2 separate regions of the Capra hircus genome follow, and region 2 is linked to region 1. A link is a contact called in public Hi-C data. All regions are on one chromosome and are shown on one strand. The core of a region is the stretch at or near the end of the contact, and the rest is flanking DNA. Distances in the headings are between cores, read along the strand shown. Region 1 overlaps RHBDD2 (rhomboid domain-containing protein 2). Region 2 overlaps STYXL1 (serine/threonine/tyrosine-interacting-like protein 1).

Region 1 (6,451 bases), core at 1,513-4,012:
TGGGCTGTCGTCTCTGGGGTCGCACAGAGTCGAACACGACTGAAGCGACTTAGCGGCGGCAGCAGCAGCAACACAGGTGTCAGTGGTGTTGACATTAGTTCTTTGTATTGAGAAATCTCTGCAAAAGTTCACAGGCTAAATCCCTTAGAACGTGTCTTCCTTTGTAGTCCCAGTCACCTGTGTCTGTGGTGGGGTCTTCGACCTTGGCACAGACAGCTCCCCGCATCTGTCGTGTCCGTTCCTGCCTGCCAGGACTTTGAGCTATAAGCCTTCTTTCCTGCCGTCACGGGTAGACCGTCTGCCAGCAGACAAGGCCTGGGCCCGAGCCCTGTGCTGCCCAGGTGGAGCCTTCCCCTCCGACCTCCCACAGGAGTGGACCTCTTCTCTTTGGTTGAATCGCTAGGCCAGCCACAGAAGACACTAACTACCGTGATCCCATCCCCAACTCCATCCGACTTGCAGACTGCCCTTACACCTCAAGGGGTTTCAGGCATGGGTCCGTTGCCCCTCATCCTGCTGGCTTACTGCAGGGCGGTGAGTGGGCACCTGTTTTCTGTTCAGTTGATATGACTCTTTCTCCCCATGTGGCACTTTTACAGCTGGTTACAGGAAATGCCCGTCCACAGCATGTTGTAATAGAAGGCAGTGCAGCGAGCCCAGGCCTTTCTCCTGCGGGTAGACAGTTCGGGGTGCTGTGTTCCCCGGCATGACTAGCTCAGCACCCATCTTCTCTCTCGTTCCTTTCCAGGCTGAACCCTGTGCCCGGCTCCTACCCCACGCAGAGCGGCCACCCTCACCTGACCCCAAATCGCCCTGCCGCCCAGATGCAGCACGCCAGTGGCCAGAAACTGGCGGCCTGGCCATCGTGTGCTCCTGGGCACATGCCCAGCCTGCCTCCGTACCAGCCTGCCTCCGGCTTGTGCTACGTGCAGAATCATTTTGGCACAACCCCCAACTCCTCGGGTGTCTACCCAGCTTCCGCGGGTGCCTCCCTGGGAGTCCAGCCCCCTGCCCCCCTCAACTGCCCCGGCACCGTGTATTCCGGGGCTCTGGCCACTCCAGTGGCCACAGGCTCTAAGGAGTGCTCAAGGGTCCTGATGCCCTGAGAAAGTTTCCAGGGATGCGATCTCCCCTCCTGGCCTTCTCAAAAAGGGCCTCTGTGAGCTGAGATTTTCTTGACACGAAGTTATTTATTGGATACCTCTATGTGCCACGCTCTGTGTTGAGTATTTTGATATGTGTTCCTGTTGATCTCCTTTACCCTCATGACAGCTTCGTGAAGTACAGTGGTCCCCACTTCCCAGATGCAGAAAGCAGGGCGCCTGGTCAGGACACGTGGCTCTTGTGGCACAGCTGGGGCGCTTGGCTTCAGGCCCAGGCCCCTCCCACCCACTTCCCCGCCCCAAAGAAACCTCGGGGAAGGGGGATCGGTTGTCAGCGGCTCATCCCAGCTCTGTTCCTTCCTGGCCTTGTGCGTAGTGCTCTTGGTTATCCAGTGTCCGTGTGTTCATGTGTGCCCTTCAGGAGCTCCCTGCTGGTGTGCTCGCCAGTCCCCAGGCCTGTGCAGTGTTTCTCCCCTGCAGCGACACCCCCACCACCCAGACTTCTGCCCCAGGAGTGGTGAGACGGGCCTGCGTGCGCCCCAGCAGTATGTTGACGGGTCCGTCGCGTTGGTTACGTTTGTATAAAGAAACTGCCTCCAGCCTGCCCCTGGCATGCTGTGTCTTTATGATCGGGGAATACAGAGGGCAGCAAAGAGAACTGTAGCCAGGTCCAGTCGGGCAGACGATGCCCCAGCGGGGATGTGAAATGGGGCAGGAGATACGAGGCTCCCTGGAGAGCTGAAAGGGCAAATGGGAAGGTTTGGCGACCCTGAGATGGGTGGACGGCAGAGAGCCACAGTGGTGGTCCCCACACTCCAGGCTGGGTCACCGTGAGAAGGGCTGCCTGGCGGGGCCTTACACAGGAGAGACATGGGCACTGGCGGCGACGCTGTGAAAAGCAAGAGTTAGGGAGGAGAGCCCTGGCCTCTGCCTGTCTCCTGATCTCCCAGCAGGAGATCCTGTGGGCTAAATTAACCATGAAGCTGTTGGCGAGTAAGCCCAGGAATTGTGGTCCGCAGGGATCAGCTCGCCCATGCCCACCCCTCGAGGCAGGGCAGGGCAGGACAGGAAGGTGACTGAGCCAACGGGCACCTGATCAGGCCCGGGGGAGCTCATAGCTTCTGATCAGCTGTCGGCTGGACTCCAGGTGGGCTCACGTTGAGGAAACACTCCTGGTGCGGGTGTCCTGACAGACACCATAACACGTGGCCTTTGTGTATTCCCGGAGCTGGATGGCCACCTTAGGCTGGCTCTTTGGAGAGGCCTGGGACTTAGAGATGGATAAGACACACCCACAGATCTGCAGCAGTGGTCAGGGCGATGAATGGCCTGCACTGGCCGGGGAGGGGGAACGAAGCCTGGAGGGTGGCTCCTGAGGATTGTGAACAGGATTCACCAGCCGAGGAGTCCAGACTGCAGTCCCAAGAGCCTGGCACATCCCACCACGCCCGCACCTTTCCCATAGGGTCACCTGGTGAGGGCAGGCTGCTGTGTGTCCCCTAGTCATCATCCCCCCACTGCAGACTCCAGTCCCAGGCCTGTGCCCAGAAGCAGGGGAGGAGGCCACCTACCTTTCAGCGTGCTACCATCACCTCCTTCGTATCTGGTCCTCCCAGTTGGATCAGCCAGAGCTGTAGAGGCTGGCGGCCTGCCTTGTGGATGGCCAGGCTCAAGGACCCTCACGCGACCCTGAGTAGCAGGGCTCTGAGGGTCATCTGAGGTCATTCTGTTCCATCGTCTCCTCTGCCACTGGTTTCCTTAACCAGCTTCCTGGGAGGTGGGGTGGGTCTGGCAGAGCAGCCGACAGCAGCCCGTCCTCTGCTGCAACCGCTGCTCTGAAATTGGCTCTTTGCCTGTTCCCCTGGGCTTTGCTTGGGGCGCAGCAGGCAGCCTGGACCAGAGCAGGGGCACTTGTAGAGGGGATCCCAAAGCCCTCCCCCACTTGCCTGTTGAATCATCCACGTGTATCCGCTTCTGTGCGAGTGTGCCAAGCCTTGGACTGGGCCTCAAGACAAGACAGGTGAGCTCTGTGAGGGCGGAAAACCCCCAACACGGGGCTGACACACAATGAAGATCTGTTGACCAAGTAAATGAACTGGGATGCCCTACACTTGGGGATCTCAATCTGGGAGTGGGGGAGAGTAGACAATTGAAAAATTGTAATTCAGTGGCGTTGTTCAGGCATCAGAAGAGGCCCCCAGACCAGCCTGGAGATCTGGGGGTCAGTCGGATACCGACCACACATCCTTCCATGGGGGCGGGGTGGCCCTGAAAGGAGGGAAAGGGGAAAGCCCTAACTAGGTCCTCTCGCTATTGTTAGGTGCAGGAAGAACACAGACCAACAGGCAAAGGGAAGGCCATTGTTCCCCCGCATGATAGAAACCGCTCCCCAGGCTAGGACGGACCCACTGATGGCCAGAGAAGCTTCCAGACGTTCTCCAGTTCCCCCTCTTCGTCAGCAGGGGGCAGCAGAGAAGCAGCCCCTTGGCCACCTCTGAAATCTTTCCCTGGGGCTGGTGCTGGGACTACAGGAGGAAGACGGTGTGCTTCCGTCCTTGAAGGAGCCCCCTCTGGGGTGGGGCCGGGGATCCAGCTCTGTGCATAAATGTGACCTTCCAGATAAGGTCTGGAAGAGAGGCATGGACGCCCAGCTCTGAGAGGCCCAGCTCTTTCAGATGCCTGCTGGTTCATTCCTTCATTTAACAAGCGCTTTGTGGGCAACTGGCGGCTCAGACGGTAAAGGCGTCTGTCTGCAATGCAAGAGACCCGGGTTCGATCCCTGGGTTGGGAAGATGCCCTGGAGAAGGAGATGGCAGCCCACTCCAGTATTCTTGCCTGGAAAATCCCATGGATGGCGGAGCCTGGTAGTCTACTGTCCATGGGGTCGCAAAGAGTCGAACACTACTGAGCGACTTCACTTCACTTCACTTGCGGGGAGCAAGAGCTCCAGGCCTGTGCTCGGCTCTGGGGACATGAAGAAAGAAAAGGAGGAGCCCAGGCTTCAGTATGCCCAGTCTGTTGTGGGAGACGTGCTCTGTGGAGTGGGAGAAGAGCCAGGTACAGAGGCGAGGTGTGCCCACCTGGCAGGACGGGGTGGGACGGGGGAGGGCAATGGAGGGGAGTTAACCAGGCAGGACCCAGGGCGATAGTGTGAGCAGAGATGGGAAGGGAGTTCGGCAGGGCAGAGGCTGTGTGCAGCTAGGAAAGAGCTGGAAGTGATGGGTGCCCAGCCTGAGGCCCTGGCTGAGGGGTGGGACAGACAGAAATGGAGCCTAGAAGGCAAAGTGACTTCCTGGGGTCACAGCAGGTGAGTGGCCAAGCGTGTGCACACAGCTCTCCCACCCAGTGTCCAGTGCTCTTGCCCTGCCGGAAGGCGTCTGCCCACCCACAGGTGGCAGGGTGGGGGAGGGCCCAGGATTGGGTTGGAAAGTCCTGTAGGATGAGGTTCCCCCAAGTGAGGAATGAGGGGATGGAGAAGGATGGAGTTGGCTCCTGAGACCTGCAGGGGCCTCTCCCCGGGCCTGCATCCCAGGGTGCCCTCAGGGCTCTGCTCAGAGCATCTCTGCCTGGATAACTGCCCGCAGCCAGAGGCAGCGAGTCCCCCACCTGGGCTCAAAGCTCAGCACCGCCACACCATCTCCAGGTCCCAGGCCACCCAGGACCTTGCTCGTTCTGAGCCTGGAGCTCCTCTCCCATGAAAGGTGGCCTGTCCGAGTCTGCTTAAACACCCCAAGGCTACTTCCTTGATGGACTCCTCCTCCTAGGGGCCTGGCCACAGCATCCCTGGAGCCAAGGACCAGGTGGGCTACCCACAGAGGCAACACTGGACAGGGCTTGGGGCGGTTGGGACACAAAGCACACACACACACACACACAGGACACACACACACACACCCCCAACTCAGTCACGTAAAAACAGACACGACATTCTGAACTCACAAATCTTACCTAGGGGCCTTCCACGCCAACCTGCACTCTCTGTGGTCAGGGCTGTGGGTTCTGTAGGTGAAGGAAAGCTACACGGCTCAAAATAGCCTGGAGTTAAACCCCCCCTTCAGGTCCTCCCCACCATTCTATACAGAATAAAGAACTTTCTCCCCCGAAGAAAGGAATGGACGTTAAGATTGATTACGTTCAGCCCCCAGCCGATCCCAGTCTCCAGCCAGTCTCAGGAAATCCTTGCCCCAGTTGTTGAAAGCTAACTAATCAAAAATAATCTTGAGGAGAAACAGACCCCTCAAAACAATGCATCTCCGCGTGTATATGTTTTCCATATAGACCTGCTCTCCTCTTAGCTCAGCAGCCCACTAACCTGACTGCTGCCCCTTCTCTCCTCATTAAAGGTGATCTGTTCCTGTAAAGTTCCCGTCTCTTTCTTTCTCTGACCTTCACCTTCTCTAATTCCCTTACCCTATAGTTGATGCTGCTGCTGCTGCTGCTGCTGCTAAGTCGCTTCAGTTGTAGCCGACTCTGCGTGACCCCACAGCCCACCAGGCTCCCCCGTCCCTGGGATTCTCCAGGCAAGAACACTGGAGTGGGTTGCCATTTCCTTCTCCAATGCATGAAAGTGAAAAGTGAAAGTGAAGTCGCTCAGTCATGTCCAACTCCTAGCGACCCCATGGACTGCAGCCCACCAGGCTCCTCCGTCCATGGGATTTGCGGGTCCCCTCAAATACGGTGAAGTCCTAACCGTAGCCCTGACTTGTACCTGTGAATGTGACATGATGAGGTCATATGGGATTCAGGTGGGGCCTAAACTCAACAGCTGGCTTCCCCATAAAGATGAAGCTACACAGAGACCCCACAGGGAGAAAATGGCCCTGTGATGACGGAGGCAGAGTCTGGGTCGACGTGTCTCCCAGCCACGGGCGCCAAAGACTGCTAGGAACCACTAGAAGCTGAAAAGAGGGGAGAAAGTGTTCCTCCCTAGAACTCTCAAGGGCAGCACGGGCCCCTGGATGCCTTGATTTCAGACTTCCGGCCTCCAGGACTGTGAAAGAATAAACGTCTGGGGTTTTTTTTGTTTGTTTAAGTCTTTATTGAACTTGTTACAGTTTTGTTTGTCTTATGTTTTGGTTTTTTGGCCATGAGGCATGTGGAATCTTAGCTTCCAGACCAGGGATCGAACCTGTACCCCCTACATTGGAAAGCGACCTCTTAACCACTGGACTGCCAGGGACGTCTCCATGTCTGTTGTTTGAAGCCACCCAGTTTGGGGTGCATTGTTACAGCCGCTCTGGGAAACAGGCAAGGTCATCTCCCTAGATGGCTACATTCAGGGCATCACCACCCCCACACAGAATCTGGGGAGCTCCCCACAGCTGGCTCCTCTACCTGCACCTGGGGCC
Region 2 (6,023 bases), core at 1,702-4,201, 1.2 Mb after region 1:
CTCACTCACTCTCACCACAAATCTGTCAAGGCTCTTCCTGATGCTTTCGAACCAGCTTCCTTTCCCAGTAGTTTTAAGGGCCATGGGGGAGTGGGTGTGACATGGATAAAAACATGCTCTGCTCTAAACAGCCACTGCCTATTAATTCTAGAGGACACAGTTTTGACAACCACATTGACAAATGTAAAAGAAACCAGTATCACAAACTAACATGTCCAACTTGAGCCCACTGCCTTCCCCCGACACGGCTACAGTCCACTGGTTCACAAATAGTAGGACATGACTTAGCGACTAGACAACAACATATAAAACAGGAAATTAGCAGTCACTCGGTCTAAAGTAGAGGGGCCATCTCAGAGTCTAAACTCCGTGCCTCCATCCCCCTGGTAGGAGTTCCTTGGGGAGCAGCAGAGACACATCTGCTTCACAACGTGTCAAAACACATAACAGGAAGGGAGTGGGGCTTTCGTTCTTGTCCCTGAATTAGTAACAAAAGTCCCAAAGTAGGGAGAAGCCAGTCTAGGAAAGTACATCCTATGAAGGCCTCGAACAAGCAGCATAGAACTCACCTGTCCAGGCCCTGCTAGATACCACCAGCCGCCGCCCCATCCCTCTTCCCAAACTACTTAAGAAGACTGGGGCAAGGACCAGTCTCAGGTGTATACACGTCAAAACTGACCAAACTGTACATTGTAAATATGTGCTGTTTTAACCTATGCCAGTTCCACCTTCCTAAAGCTTTACGAGAAAAATAAAGGGGCTTTCCTGGGGATCCAGTGGTTAAGAACCTGCCTGCCAACGCAGAGGACATGGGTTTGACCCCTGGTCTGGGAAGATCCCACAGGCCACACAGTGACTAAGCCCGTGCACTGCAACCGCTGAAGCCTGCGCACCTAGAGCACGAGATGCGCAGAAGGGGAGCTATGAGCATGTGAGGTTTGCAGACAAGAAAGAGCCCCTCTCATCGCCACAAAGCCAGTAAGGATGCTCCTCTGGGGGCAAAGAGGGGCGCCTGGAGGGACCCGGGAAGACTGGCTGTATAGCTGCTGAGCCAAGACTCACAGCCCAGTGGAAGGTGAGGACGTCACCTGGAGAGCACCGCACGTATACCCTGCGTTTGGGAACAGGTATGACCGCAGGCGTGGGTCCTCGCCTTTTCACACAGGCTGGCTGGAGCAGCCGCGCCAGCAAGGCCAGGAGCAGCCTCATTCCTACCATCACACCCTCCGGGGGCTCATTCTGGGCTTCAGGTGAAGGAATGTGGACAGGGTGGGAGGTCGTGAGCTGCCAATGGAAGGGAAGGGACCTGGCAGGTATTCCTGTCAGGAATTCTCAGCTGGCTCTCTCTGAAGGATCCTTGGTACCAGATGGAAAGGAAACCAGCCTCAAAGGCCATCATCTGTGGCACACAGAACCAGGCGGGGCAGGATGAGAAGAGGGCACATCCCCACCACTGATAAGCAGCCAGTCACACAAGACAGGGCCCACACGGACCCCCAGCACCAAAGGGACCAGGACCGGAAGAGGGGAAGTAAGGAGGTATCCCTGAGGCTACCCTACACTCCTCCCATTCCCAGTCCCGAGCCTGCAGACAATGGAAGGCTGCCCAGCTCCGGGAAGGGAGAAGAAGGCGTGAGTTGAGACTAGAACGTTAAGCTTGAACTGGACCGTTTTATTCCCTTTTAAAGAATTATTTCAAAAGTACACAAAAGTAGAGAGAATGATGTAACAAACTCCTGGATCTCTCACCCTTCAGCAAACATTCATTATCAACTAATGGCCCATTTCGTTTCATATATACCTCCAACTTGCTGACCCGCCCCAGATTATTTTGAAGGAAATTCTAGACATCATGTTATTTTAATTATAAATATCTCATCATGTATGTCTAAGAGATAGAGGCTCATGTTCTCAGAAACATAGCCGTAATAATGTCATCACAACCCCAAAAAATCTGTAACCATAATTCCTTGTTGTTCAGTCGCTCAGTCGTGTCCGACTCTTTGTGACCCCATGGACTGCAGCACACCAGGCCTCCCTGTCCATCACCAACTCCCAGAGCTTGTTCAGACTCATGTCCATTGAGTCGGTGATGCCATCCAACCCTCTCACCCTCTGTCGTCCCCTTCTCCTCCTGCCCTCAATCTTTCCCAGCATCAGGGTCTTTTCCAATGAGTCAGCTCTTCGCATCAGGTGGAATTCCTTCCTATCACCAAATTCCAGTTCCTAGGCACATTTCTCCAGTTGTTTTATAGTATGACAAAACTGAAATTTCTGATAACCGAGAGTGGTCTGAAAGTATGGTATCGGCCCACGATGCTGCCCACGGCGAGTGAGAGCACAGCTGAAGTAATTGCTAGAAAGAATGAAACCCCTGCAGGTTCACATTCCATTTCATTCTGACTCTTCAAGAAACCAGATGCTATAAAATTCCCCCAGGGAGCGCCCCTGTCTGCCTGTCACTGCCCCCCAGTGCTCACCTTATTCATCCTCTGGTTTGGCTCCTGACACCTTGTGTAACACCTTGGCCACGCTTTGTTACAACCCTTGTCTCCGCCAGTAGACAAAGGAATCCTTGTAGACAGGGGCTGCTATCTCACCCTTTCGCTGTATCCTCTGGACCCAGCCAGGGTTTGTGAGGCCAGACAGCTAAGGATGGCCCTGCCTGTGTGGCTTTGACCACGACCCATCACCCAGAAGCCCCCCGCCACGGATCCCTGCTCTCTAAACTGGCCCCATCGATGAAACACCACACTGGCTCCTTCCTCCGTCTGGCACTCATAAATTCATCACACTGGACTGGACTGCACCTCCTGGCTGCCCAAGTTCCTTCCCAAGCCATCGTCAACATCTCTTCCACCTTTTCCACACCATCTGCCTCCTCCTGCTTCTCCAGCCCTGCTCGCCACCCCTTCGGCCCCCAGGGAAAGGCCCCGCTCCTGCCCGAGCCTGCCCGCGCTCAGTGCACAGCTTGCCTGAGGCATCCAGATGATCTTCTGTGTCCGGAAGAAGTGATACATGCCCGAGAAGTGCTCGAAGCCTCCTCTCAGGATAAGGACGGGGTGGCGCGTGAGGTGGGTCAGGGTTCTGCCGCACTCAACAGCTGCTCCAAGCACTAATCCTAAGAGCAGAGACCAAAGAGGTGACTGTCCCCTGTGTGCTCACCGTTTGCCTAGAGGCCCAGTGGACAGGCACTCCACTCTGGAAAACAGCTATCGAGGAAACTGAAGCGAATATAAACAGAGATGAAAGCTACAATTAAAATTTAAAAAGCAATTCGCCACCAAGAAAGCTGATCTTTGTCTGTAAACTCCAAAATTTCATTTTCATTTCCATGTTGTTGCAAGGAAGGACGACCCAGCATAAGCGAAATGCTCACGTGTCTATGAAAGCGACAGTCGCTCGGTCGTGTCCAGCTCTTTGCTGCCATACGGACTATACAGTTCACGGAATTCTCCAGGCCAACATACTGCTGTGGGGAGCCTTTCCCTTCTCCGGGGGATCCTCCCAACCCAGGGATAGAACCCAGGTCTCCCACATTTCAGGGGGATTCTTTACCAGCTGAGCCACGTCTGTGTATATACAATATCATAAATGATGTACCACACAATTCATCCATTTAAAGTATAGAAATGAATGTTTTTTAATGTATTCACAGTTGTGAAACCATCACTGCAGTCAATTTCAGAACATTTTAATCACCTCCAAAAGAAACCATGTACCAGTTAGAGGGTTTCGTTCCTCACTTCCCTGCAAACATTCAGCTCTAAGCAACCTCTAACCTAATTTCTTATGGCTTGACCTGTTTTGGACATTTTCTAGAAATGGAATTATATAAATGTGGCGTTTTGCGTCTGGTTGCTTTCCCTGGGCATGATGTTGTCAAACTTCATCTGTGTTGGAGCAAGCGTCAGCACTCCAGCCTTTTTCATAGCTGAATAATATTCCTCTGTGTGGCTCTCCATCTTTGGTTTATCCACTGATCTGTTGATGAATATTTCAGGTGTTTCCATTTTGTGCCTATTATAAGACTGCCAGGAACACCCATGTACAAGGTTTTGTGTGCACATGTTTAACTTCTCTCTGGTATACACTATGGATGAAGAATGTTGCTTGCCACATCAGTAAACAAAGAACACTGTGGCCATCGAGCCATTGGCTGCTGCAGGTGTCCCTGACTATGCACTCTTCCCTAAGTAAGCAAATTATCAGTGTGTGGTTTTGGGTTTTGTTGTTCTGTGATTGTGATTTTTTACCGAGTGAGGATGGTGGCTCCATAGTGCTAAAGTGAGGTCAGGCACAGAGAGTAGAGGGGATTGTTTTCACCGACCACCATTTCCTAAGACTTAGGCTTCAGCCAACAATCCTAGGATTGCAGACCAGGTTTGACTGTAGCAAAGAGGGGACAATTTACTGGCTAAGGGCCTCCTGAGAAAACTGGTGTTATTACAGGTGGAAGCCTACCGCCACCCAGTGGCCACTGGTATGAACGCCCAGCCCATGGAACTCATCCACCCCCATCAGTCACTGAGCGGGCAAGCAGCAGCAATGCGTGGTCAGCCCAAAGCAGCGGCTGAATGGAGAATGCAGCGGAGCCTCAGTGAAACAGGCCGGAACTGGCCACGGTCCAGCTCGAGGATGAAGTGACTGTTCTCCAGGATCACCATTCAAGCCGTGGGAGACCAGACAGAGCCAGACTGCCTGGGTTTGAATCCTGGCCCCACCACTTACTACGTGTGGCGGTTTAAAAACTCTTCCCACAAACACTTCAAATGCTTCCCTTTAGTTTAATTCCCCTCTCCTGTAGGGGTTGGAGAAGGAAATGGCAACCCGCTCCAGTGTTCTTGCCTGGAGAATCCCAGGGACGGGGGAGCCTGGTGGGCTGCCGTCTATGGGGTCGTAGAGTTGGACACGACTAAAGTGACTTAGCAGCAGCAGCAGCCTGTAGGGGTAGCTGTACTCAGTGACTTGCTTCTAATGAACAGAATGTGACCTAGTATTTCCGTCTCAAGAGCAGGTCATAAATAGGCACGTGGCTGTCCCCTTCTCTCCCTCTGTCTCGGCCCACTCCCTCGGGGGAAACCAGCTGCCATGTCATGAGGCCATCTAAGCAGCCATCTGCGGAGGTCCGTGCAGTAAGGAACGGAGGACTCCTGGGTATTCCCACGGGAGTGACCATCTCAGAGGCATGTCATCCTGGCCCCATCTCACCTCCTTGGGACAGCAGTCTGGCTGACGTCATGTCTACAGCCTCAGGACAGGTGAGAACCTCCCAGCTAAGTGCTCCCAAATTCCACAGAAACAAACAGACAACTAATGATTATGGTATTAAACTACTGAGTTTGGGGGTAATTTGTTACACAGCAGTAGAAACCCACGGTCCCAAACATGGGGAATGAGTTATTTCACCTTCCTGGACTCCAATTTCCTCCTCTATAAAACAGAGACGTTACTTACTAGGAGACAACTCTCCACAGCCTTTCGTGTTTCTACATGTCCTTTGAACAAAGGCGCTGGCTTTTCAAGGATATCTGTGTAATAAACAGCCTTGGTTGATAGAGACAGTTCCTCCCTCCAGAGTCAAGGGCAGGCAGGCTTTCTGCATGTTTGTTAGAAAAGATTTAGGCCCCCTAAGCTCAGAGTTCGCTAACAATACCACCCACTGCTTTCTGGCTACTTCTATTGCTCTGAGAAATAAAGTCTTTTATCTCTGAGCCAGGAGCCTCAGGTCTTGCGCCAGCATCCACGAAACCACGGCAGACTCGCTTGTCACTTTGCAAAGAAGGAAACATCCCAGACCCTTCCCAGGTTCTGACACTGCCGTCCCCATCGGGCTGCTCTGTAGAGGTGGCCCAGGCAGAGCTCCCGGCATGTGGCAAAAGCGCTCGGTAACTTAACTCTTCTCGCTGCTCTGGTACAGACTCACTGTGCTTGCCGTCGTCAGCGCCGTCATCATCACTGGCGTCGTCTTTCAGCATTAGCTCCGGGGAGATGGTGTTGTTATCGTATATCACACAGTATTC

Evidence for each region. A called contact is a pair of places that touch in the nucleus more often than the background predicts.
Region 2: a Hi-C map of blood shows a contact between it and region 1, with 11 times the contacts expected there. The contact joins two enhancer-like sites. A contact is called at or near these places in 3 of 5 Hi-C or Micro-C datasets (all in blood).

The regions. Positions count from the first base shown.
Region 1 is chr25:33,914,514-33,920,964 of ARS1.2, forward strand. RHBDD2 (rhomboid domain-containing protein 2) reads left to right here. Exons shown (of 5, transcript XM_018040863.1): 5 at 749-1,708. The coding sequence ends at 1,106. Among named protein-coding and RNA genes, the nearest start is that of RHBDD2, 9.6 kb to the left of the region's middle. Within about 2 kb of position 2,763, at least 5 of the 5 cell types and tissues checked have an H3K27ac peak or open chromatin away from gene starts, as enhancers often do.
Region 2 is chr25:35,158,935-35,164,957 of ARS1.2, forward strand. It overlaps STYXL1 (serine/threonine/tyrosine-interacting-like protein 1), which reads right to left. Exons shown (of 9, transcript XM_018040699.1): 4 at 5,927-6,023; 5 at 2,976-3,121. Among named protein-coding and RNA genes, the nearest start is that of MDH2, 13 kb to the right of the region's middle. Within about 2 kb of position 2,952, at least 1 of the 5 cell types and tissues checked has an H3K27ac peak or open chromatin away from gene starts, as enhancers often do.